Regions from separate parts of the Sus scrofa genome. Here all the other regions are linked to region 3. A link is a contact called in public HiChIP or PLAC-seq data. All regions are on one chromosome and are shown on one strand. The core of a region is the stretch at or near the end of the contact, and the rest is flanking DNA. Distances in the headings are between cores, read along the strand shown. Region 1 has its middle 120 kb from the start of EGLN3. Region 2 has its middle 210 kb from the start of EGLN3. Region 3 overlaps EGLN3 (egl nine homolog 3).

Region 1 (3,038 bases), core at 41-2,540, 130 kb before region 3:
GAATTAGCCACTGTTGACTTACTTGCTGCTGGTTTTATTTTGCATCTCTATAGCTTAAAAAACCACAAATAAAAAACCACAGAATATATAAGTACATTGTGCTTTGAAACTGTTAGTAAGTACAACACGGAATAAGCTAAATTCCTAACGACCATCATTTCAAATCTTAATTCCTCTTCTTCCATCCAGAGATATCTTTATATTTTTGTGTATTCTTCCAGCATTTAAAAAATACATACATATATAAGATATATAGAATTTTTTTGCATGCACGCTTTCTTTATAGAAATGGCATCATGCTGTATCCTTTTGCAACTTAGTGTTTTTCATTCAATCTCTTTTGGAGACTTATCCATTCTGATAACACATGGATGTAATTTATTCCTATTAATGGCTCTAAAAGTACTCCATTGTATGAATGTACCACATTTTATTTATGAATACATGCATTTGAATTTTCAATTTTTTTGCTGTTTTGAACAGTATTAAAATAGACATGCTTGTACTCAGGACTACCACGCTGCACAGCTCTGGAAAGTTTCATTCACATCCAAGTGTGCGTGTCTTCTGGAGTTGTGCAGTACACAGCTTGCGTTGGTGTGCTTGGCCCTGCCTGGGTCACCTTCATTCTTTTAATGATACTTATTGAGTGTCTAGTGAATGCAGGGCAAGGACTTTGCTTGTATTGCTAATGTATTTAGTTATCTGAAAAGTCCTAAAATGGACTGTTCTCACCATTCTCATTTTCCAGTTAGGAAAATGAAGAGGGATGCAGTCAGTTGGCTAGGGTCACATGTAAGCTGTAAGCTGCAGAGCTGGCATGGCCATTTGGACAGCCTGCCTCTATTTAGCTGATATCCCCCTCTCAACTGTGAACCCCTGACAGCAGGGACCATGGGAACAACTTATTTTGCATCTCCAGTGCCCAGATGTGTTGACCTCCTCTAGGGACGCAGTAATGTTCTATTAATCACTCACTCACGTTCAGTGCTCCTTTCCTAATTAATTTTTTCTCTTCCCTTCCTCCTGTATCTCTTTCCCCTCACAAGCATCCTTCTCCTGTCTCCCTCCCTATTACTCACCTACTCCTGGCAGGGGCTTTGAAAAAGTGACATAGGCACAGCACAGACACATGCAGAGGAAAGCTCTGTAACGCGCCCTAATTTGGGAAAGGCTGTTTTACCGAAGGGCAAAGGAGGACTTGGACTTTTTTCTGCCCTCAGGAGGCCCAGTCTTGCAACTCCGCAGGTCTACAGCGGAACAGGAGGCCCTGCTCTGTTCACACGTTCAGTGGAGAGTACTTCTAATTCTGTCCTTCAGCGGGCAGGCACGTAGGCAACTTCCTCTTACAAAGTCGGTTGTTGTAACTAAACAGGTGCAGATTTGAGGAAATGCAGGCAGACTAGAATAAGTCCCCGTTGAATGTGAGATTAAATTGATAAGGGACTTCCCTCCCTTAATTTATGGGCTTCAGCCTCCCGGTCTGCCCTGGGCACGACCCCTGCAGCTGGAACGCAGAGTCTACCTCTCGACCGCGGAGTGAGGGCGGGGGACAACCAAGTCGGGCCAAACGTGCGGCTCGAAGTGGGAAAGCACACGGGGACAAGGACAAGGCCGAGTTCCCGGGGAGGACCGAGCAGCCCACCCCCACTGCCTTTCAAGCCCAGACGCCCCTCCCACGGGCCCAGGCTGGGAGCCCTGGGCAGGGCCAGGAGCGCTGGGGCGCTGAGTCCGCGGTACGTGCAGGCAGCCAGCGTGGTCCAGGGCTTCCACCCCGGTTTGGGGCTGCGGTCGAACGCGCTGACTCACGCTCTCGCTACGTGAGCTGCGAGGCGGGCCGAGCCGGGCCGGCTGCCAAGCCTGGGCCGCCGCCCGCCCGCCCGGTTATTTATTTATTCGGGGGCAGCTGCGCGCGCAGGCGCTCTGCGCGGGGAGTCAGCCGGCCACCGCCCTCCAGCCCGGGACTTCATCCTCCGCCCGGCCGCGCGCTGGCGATTCTGAACATCTTTATGACTTGATGGCTGCGTCGGGCTGTGATCTTTGATCCTCGGCGGTGATAGCACCCGGGGGTTTCAGCCGGCAGGGGCAGCCAGAGTCACGTTAGGTCTGCACGGGTCTGCACGGGCACTTAGGGCTGGCTGCTTCTCGCTCCTTGCCTCCACAGGGTCCGGCTTTTGGGTTTACGTTTTATAGTATCTTAAGTAAAGAGCCATCTTGCAGTCCACGTGCTCTCTCGCACTGTTTTTATCTCAGTTGATCCTACAACAACGCAGTGACGTTGAAGGATGGGAAGGGCAGGCGCCCTTCAATCCATTTGATCAATATAGAAGCATTTAGCTTTTGGATAATAAATTTTAATGTTGGCGTAGCCTATTGTAGCTGCAACTTCCATTCTCCTGTGTTCACTGAAAAGACAAGTTTAAAGAGGAAAAAAGCAGGGAGGAGGGAGAGTTTGTATCAATGGATGTGAAGTCTCGCTGTCTCTACAGTTCTGGGGCCTTTTGGTAAATTTAAATGAACTCAGCTCAGCTTACAGCAAGGCCAGTGTTGGCAGGCTAACTGGCCAGTCCTCCTCAGCTCCACCGAGGGGGTCCTTGGATGCCTGCCATGGCCCAGGGTCCTGTCGGGTGCCATGGACACAGCATGGCCTGGAGCCCCCAGGCCTGCGTCTGAGTCCTGACACCCTGGTTACTGCCTGTGAGAGATGCAGGGCAGGGCGGCAAACACTGGCAAATTTCTCACTTCTCTGGGTTGCTGAGAGGCTTGAGATGAGAATGTATGAGAAGCAGTCTCCTTAACTACTGAGGCCCGTGGAAATGAGACATGGGATTCTTTTCCTTGGTCTCGCAGTACCAGTGGTGGAGAGTGAATGGTGCTGTCCTTCTTGGAGAAAGTCTGTGTCACTCTTGTTTGCTCCTCTTGGGGTAAACCATGGAGAGTGCAATTTCTGTAGAGTCAGTAGAAGCAAAAATGGGATTAATTCTCATGGAAATTCTGCCTTTAGACACAGAGTCCTAGGTTACAGGGTCTCGACTGCA
Region 2 (3,016 bases), core at 291-2,790, 230 kb before region 3:
ATGGTTCCTAGACAGATTCGTTTCCCCTGCGCCACAATGGGAACTCCTAGATGTCTCCCTTGTAAAGTTACTGTTTTCCCCTTTGAAATTAATAATTTTTAATGGTTGGAGCAACATTTTGAGGATATATCTTGTTCCTCTTTTCTCCCTAACAGTTGCTGAACTTTAATTACTAATATGGAAAGACTAATGTCTTCAAGTTGAGATTTCTTTTTTTTTCTTTTTAGGGCTGCACCTGTGACATATGGAAAATCCTGGGCTAGGGGTCAAATCAGAGCTGCAGCTGCCAGCCTACACCACAGCCACAGCAATGCTGGATCCAAGCCACATCTGCAACCCATGTTGCAGCTTGTGACAACACCAGCTCCTTAACCCAATGAGTGAGGCCAGGAATGAATCTGCATCCTCATGGAGACTATGTCAAGTCCTTAACCCACTGAGCCACAGTGGGGACTCCTAAGTTGAGATTTCTTATGAGCAGATATTAGAACCCATTTTTAAAAAGCCAACACATTCAAGTCCTTGTTTGCCACACTACTGTTTCTAGGAGAAGATGCTTACTCATTAAGGGGCAAACACAGGCAACCTTACCAAGCCTAAAAGAGAAGCAACTGAAGATTTAGTACATATCACCCAGTTAAACTCTTTCCTCAAGTGACATGGCTTTTCCCACATCTGGCAGGTCTAGCTCATCCAGACCAAGGTGGAGCATCAATTCCTGGAATTAGGGAATGCTTCAAATTTTCTGGGTCAGGGCACTAGTACCAGGGTGGGGCTCAGTGCTGAGTCATTTATACAAGGAGTCAGAAATTTCCCCAGAGCGTGTGGTGTCTGCCAGCAGTGGATTTGGGTGGTCTGGGGGTCTCATTCTCCACTTAAGGGAAAAATCGCTTCCTGAAATGGGGTATGAGAGATGGTACAGTGACCCTCAATGGAATTCTACACGAGGGTCTAGCAAAAGATATGGGGGAGAAAGGTATACTGTCATTAAAACCAATGTTCTCAACTTTGATCAACCTGTCCTTCAGGAACCATTCATTCCATAACCTCTTCTTCTCCTTGAAGAAGCCAGTCAGTGGATCTAAGACAGCCTGTCTCAGCCACCATCTTGCACACTGAGGAGTATTCGAGGGATTACACTGGCCTGTCATGTGGATTGAAACTGGCTTTCCTGATTTCCTATGTGGATCTGTGTAGCCTAATGCAACTGACCAGAAAAGGCATGGTTGGAGATGTTTTTTTAAACAGTAGAATTAGCCCCAGTCTGGCCAGCAATAACTCTCATAAAGAAGGCAGAGAACTCCCTATAAGTTTGACTTTCCCTCCTTTGACCTTGTGGAGGAGGGACATGAAACAGCCTGGGAAGAAACATATTGCAGGGTGGCTGGAGTGTGGAGCCCAGAGAAGAATCCTCTTCTGGCTTTCTCCTACAAGAGTACAGTGAAGTGGAGAGTCAGTGCCACCAGGCTCCTCCCCACCATCAGCCGACCTTCTCATCCGAGTGCCTGCTGTTCCCACACTGCATTCAGGCTCTCCCTTGCAGAGATTCACCATTTGTCATCATTTCCCCTACTTGCCTTGTCATTTGTGTACGTGCTCTCACTCACACATACTCTTCCTGAACAGTTTGAGAATAATTCTGTGAGAAAGAGCTTTCTGTTTCCTTTTATGTATATATTTAGATCTATACAGATTCATAAGTTCCTCTTTCTGTTTGCTGGGTTGTAATTTATTACTATCATTATCTGTTTTGTGCCCCAAATATCCCAGGTTTGGCTAGTGAGCTATCTATCATAGAACTTTCATCCCTGAATGTTAGAGAAGTGATAGTGTTTTCTTCACAGTGCATCATGGCAGAAGGTCTGTGGTTTAAGTTGGTCCTCTAGAGTTCTCTGCTGTAAAGTTAGTATTTTTCCTTTTGACACTAATAAGTTGTTTGTAAAGAGATATTTGGGGGCTATGTTTAGAACCTGTTCTCATCAAATGTTTACCCACTAGTTTTAACACTTAATGGTTCCTACTTAAATCTTACTATGATAGGTGCAAAGTGGTGATTTTCTAACTCTGTCTTTCTTTCTACATTTACTAGTTGACATTTTACCATAAGGAAGAATTTTGCATCATGTATGTATGTATTATGTATTCCTATATAGATTCATGGGTTCTTTTATTCAGTGGGTTATAACTTATAACCATCATGATTTATTTTGATGGTCAAAATGTCCAAAATTTGGCTAATAGGAATATCTCCAAACTGGGTCCATTGTTGTTGTTGTTGTTGGGTGTGTGTGTGTGTGTGTGTGTGTGTGTGTGTGTGTATGTGTGTGTGTATGTATGACATATCTGCATCATTATTTGAGCTTTCTTTTGGACACAACAGGTCATTTCTGGTTTATTTTGAACTTTTCTTGCCTTAGCCCTAGAAGCTGTGATTTCCTCAAGGAATCCTGGTTCCTTTTAGTGGAGAATGGTATTTAGAAACCAAGCTCTGGGTAGCAGATATGCTTGTTGCTACTGGAATGTTACTGCTTTGGTAGCAGACAGAGCTATAAAATAAATCTATGTGTGTTATGTGAATATGTACTGACATATTTCTTATATATATGTGTGTATATATGTAAATATATGTGTACACACATATGCCATGAGTTCACACTAATACCTCTGGTTCTAATCCAGCATTCTGGAGTTTATTCTAGGCTCCCCTTTCCATATTTATAACTCCCTTCATGGGAGCTATGTTTTAAAAGCCATTCATAAAATTAGGGTAATTTTAAGGGTAAGTCAGGGGTGGTAGTAGGAAGCCAAAGGGAAAAAGGCATTTGAAATATATTTATGGGGTGAATTCTCCCCACCACACTTCTTGCCAACTAATATTAAAACCAATGAATTTCCTGTCGTGGCTCAGTGGTTAACGAATCCGACTAGGAACCATGAGGTTGTGAGTTCGATCCCTGGCCTTGTTCAGTGGGCTAAGGATCCAGTTTGCCATGAGCTGTGGTGTAGGTCATGGGCA
Region 3 (2,777 bases), core at 255-2,754:
ATAGGCTGATGGTTGACCAACTGCACCCGAAGCAGATATGGGGCTTCAGAGTTTAGAGTGGGATTGAGCTTGCTCTGCAATGGGAATAACCAATCAATCACAGACAACTTGGGCAACTGGTGTTTTGCTGTGAGATTGAATGAGTTTCCTTTGCTCCTCGCTTTTGTTGAAATACCACCCCTCCCACCCCACCTCCCCCTGTCCCCAGGCCCGCCCCACCCCCCTGGAGCTTTTACCTTACAGACTCAATACCAAGCACACTCATTTTTCATATATATATTTTTTTGCCCCTTATAATTTTCTACCATTATGGAAAGGGTAATAGGCAAAGAAGAGAGGGAGTCAAATACTTCAAGAAGAACTGAAGTATTTTTTTTTTAATGATTTTTATTTTTTTCTATCATAGCTAGTTTACAGTGTTCTGTCAATTTTCTACTGTACAGCAAGGTGACCCAGTCACACATACATATATACATTCTTTTTTCTCACATTATCATGCTCCATCATAAGTGACTAGATATAGTTCCCAGTGCTATACAGCAGGATCAAGAACTGAAGTTCTTAGTTCCCTCAAAAATGAAGTGAATCAGTTAATATTAGACCTCAGATAAGCTGCACCAGTAAAGCATGACCTGATGATTAAGGCCTCACTCTCTGCATCCAGACTAGCTGGCAAGTTCCCTAACCTCCTCATGCCTCAGTTTCCTCATCTGTAAAGTGGAGATAATTGTTCCCTCTCATGAAGCCATTATGAATATTGAATGAGGTAATGTTTGTGAAACACACAGAACAGTGTCAGGCATGTACCATTGTTTGTTCAGTAAATAAATGTGCCTCCTGAGTTTCATAGCTCTGACTTGCTGTGTGCCATTCCTTTCATTCAGCAGATATATTTTTGGATTTCAGTGCTGAAATCCAAATGTGAGCCTAAGATCTGGTTTCCTAGAAAGTTCCTTAACTTCCGTTTTCCAACATAGTTACAATGTCCCAAGTTAAGACTCAGACTCTTCAAATTCTTCGGGATGTGCAAGTAAGTGTTTCCTGGTTTTTCTTCAGAACATTGCTTCAAGGCATTTTTTATTTTTTATTTTTTTTTATTTTTATTTTTTGCATTTTTTTTGCATTTTTTAATGTGTTTTGATTGGTAACTATATATTTTTGTATATCACACAGTTATCATGGATTCCTTCAACTATTTTAGGATTCATTCCAGATGAGAATTTAAAGACAGGCATACTTAATTCTCCTACCATTCTCCAGTCACAAACATTCTCTCTATTCTGCTCAGAGCCTTTAGAGAGCCACATGGAAAGTATTATTTTTTCCTGATAAAACTGTTTCCCACATCAAAGGAAGTTAAATGTTCTGAGTCCCTATCCCTGTGTTGCCTTAAGGATTACTCATGAGTTTGTTTTTCTATAGGAATGAGATAACTTCTTGGTCTGTATGATAACTTCCAGGGTTAATGACTTCTGCTGAAAACTTGTGGGCAGTGTGACTCAGGGCAGATGGTTGCTCACCTTGCCCTGAACCTGGAAATTCCATGAGCGAACGTGTCACCTGTCACCCTAGAGTGCTACCTGGCTGCAATGGGTCTTCAAGAAACTGCAGTTGTTACCATTTGCGGGAAGGTATTAGAGTGGATACGGTTAAATGCCTGTCTTAATGTCCTTAACCCAGGGCTCGGCTGACTTTTGAGGATTTCGTAATTGCAAGGAAGCCCTGAGAACATTTCTCTGGTGACTGGGATAGTGACGGGGGAGGGCCCTCCCGGTGCCGGTTCCCTCCGCGGGCTGCCGGGCTGTGTGCTCGGGTGTGGGCTGGCTGCCACCCTCACGCAGCGCACGTAGCCCTGTCACTCAGCCGTCACCCCGCTGGCCGGGAGCCAGGCCTCATCGGGAAGGGCCGCCTTCCCAAACCCAAACAGCCTGTACTGCAGTGTCGATGTTCCTGGGCCTGTTTACTGTGCTTAATTGCAGGGTTCTGCTTGAATCCCCTCCAAGAAGAAGAATTAAGCACATATCAGAAAGGAATGACAATAGTCTTTTAAATTCCTGGCCTCTGAGAGTTGGAGTGGCTTTTGGGGAAGTGTAAATCACTCAAGTTCAGGGTGATTCACTCAAGTTCATGCACGAAGCGCAGGATCCCCTGGAATAGAATCTTGATCTAGCACAGTTTGACCTTACAGACCTGTGAATCCTCTGCAGGGTCCTGGGTGTGTGTATATGTATTTCTGAGGGTGAGGGCCGGAGCCCAGCTCTTTAATGTAAGAATCTCAAGATGCTGTTATCAACCGAGCTGAGAACCCTGAGTGAAGGCTCCAGAGTCTTGGTAGTTGATGGTTGTTTGAATGATCTCAAAGTTAAGGCCAAGTTCATAGTAAAGAGGGGCACAGATGACCAAAGTCTACTTGAGGACAGGTTTTCAAGTGAATATGGTACATTCCCTGCCCTTCTAGGCACGCTGCTCCTGCCTGACCAGGAGGAACTAGCAGGCCCATTTTGCCAAAGCAACTGAGAGTTGATTATCACTTCTGATTTTTCATTTTCAGGTATGGGGGGCATAATGATTACTGTTGCAAATTGGGAGGTAAGATTGTGTTTAGTAGAGTTCTGGGTATGTGCGTTCAGGGAAAGGAGTTTTTAGTGTGGCCTTAGGGCAGATGAAGAAGGCAAAAGGAGTTCTCAGTGTTCTCAGAAGTAGAATAGTAGAACAGTAGACATTTTTGTGAGTAACTTGGGGTTCATTGAAAGAATTACTTACCTGACAGATACGGA

The links. HiChIP or PLAC-seq counts read pairs in DNA pulled down with a chosen protein or histone mark.
Region 1: an H3K27ac HiChIP or PLAC-seq map of alveolar macrophages shows a contact between it and region 3. The contact joins two enhancer-like sites. A contact is called at or near these places in 2 of 47 Hi-C or Micro-C datasets (fibroblasts and liver) and 1 of 2 datasets of contacts at active chromatin or transcription factors (alveolar macrophages).
Region 2: an H3K27ac HiChIP or PLAC-seq map of alveolar macrophages shows a contact between it and region 3. The contact joins two enhancer-like sites.

The regions. Positions count from the first base shown.
Region 1 is chr7:65,683,906-65,686,943 of Sscrofa11.1, forward strand. No RefSeq gene overlaps it. Among named protein-coding and RNA genes, the nearest start is that of EGLN3, 120 kb to the right of the region's middle. Within about 2 kb of position 1,291, at least 76 of the 83 cell types and tissues checked have an H3K27ac peak or open chromatin away from gene starts, as enhancers often do. A contact at or near this core is called in alveolar macrophages and liver, where this site is marked.
Region 2 is chr7:65,590,696-65,593,711 of Sscrofa11.1, forward strand. No RefSeq gene overlaps it. Among named protein-coding and RNA genes, the nearest start is that of EGLN3, 210 kb to the right of the region's middle. Within about 2 kb of position 1,541, at least 11 of the 83 cell types and tissues checked have an H3K27ac peak or open chromatin away from gene starts, as enhancers often do. A contact at or near this core is called in alveolar macrophages, where this site is marked.
Region 3 is chr7:65,817,972-65,820,748 of Sscrofa11.1, forward strand. The region is part of intron 1 of EGLN3 (egl nine homolog 3); the gene reads left to right. Among named protein-coding and RNA genes, the nearest start is that of EGLN3, 14 kb to the left of the region's middle. Within about 2 kb of position 1,505, at least 37 of the 83 cell types and tissues checked have an H3K27ac peak or open chromatin away from gene starts, as enhancers often do. A contact at or near this core is called in alveolar macrophages and liver, where this site is marked.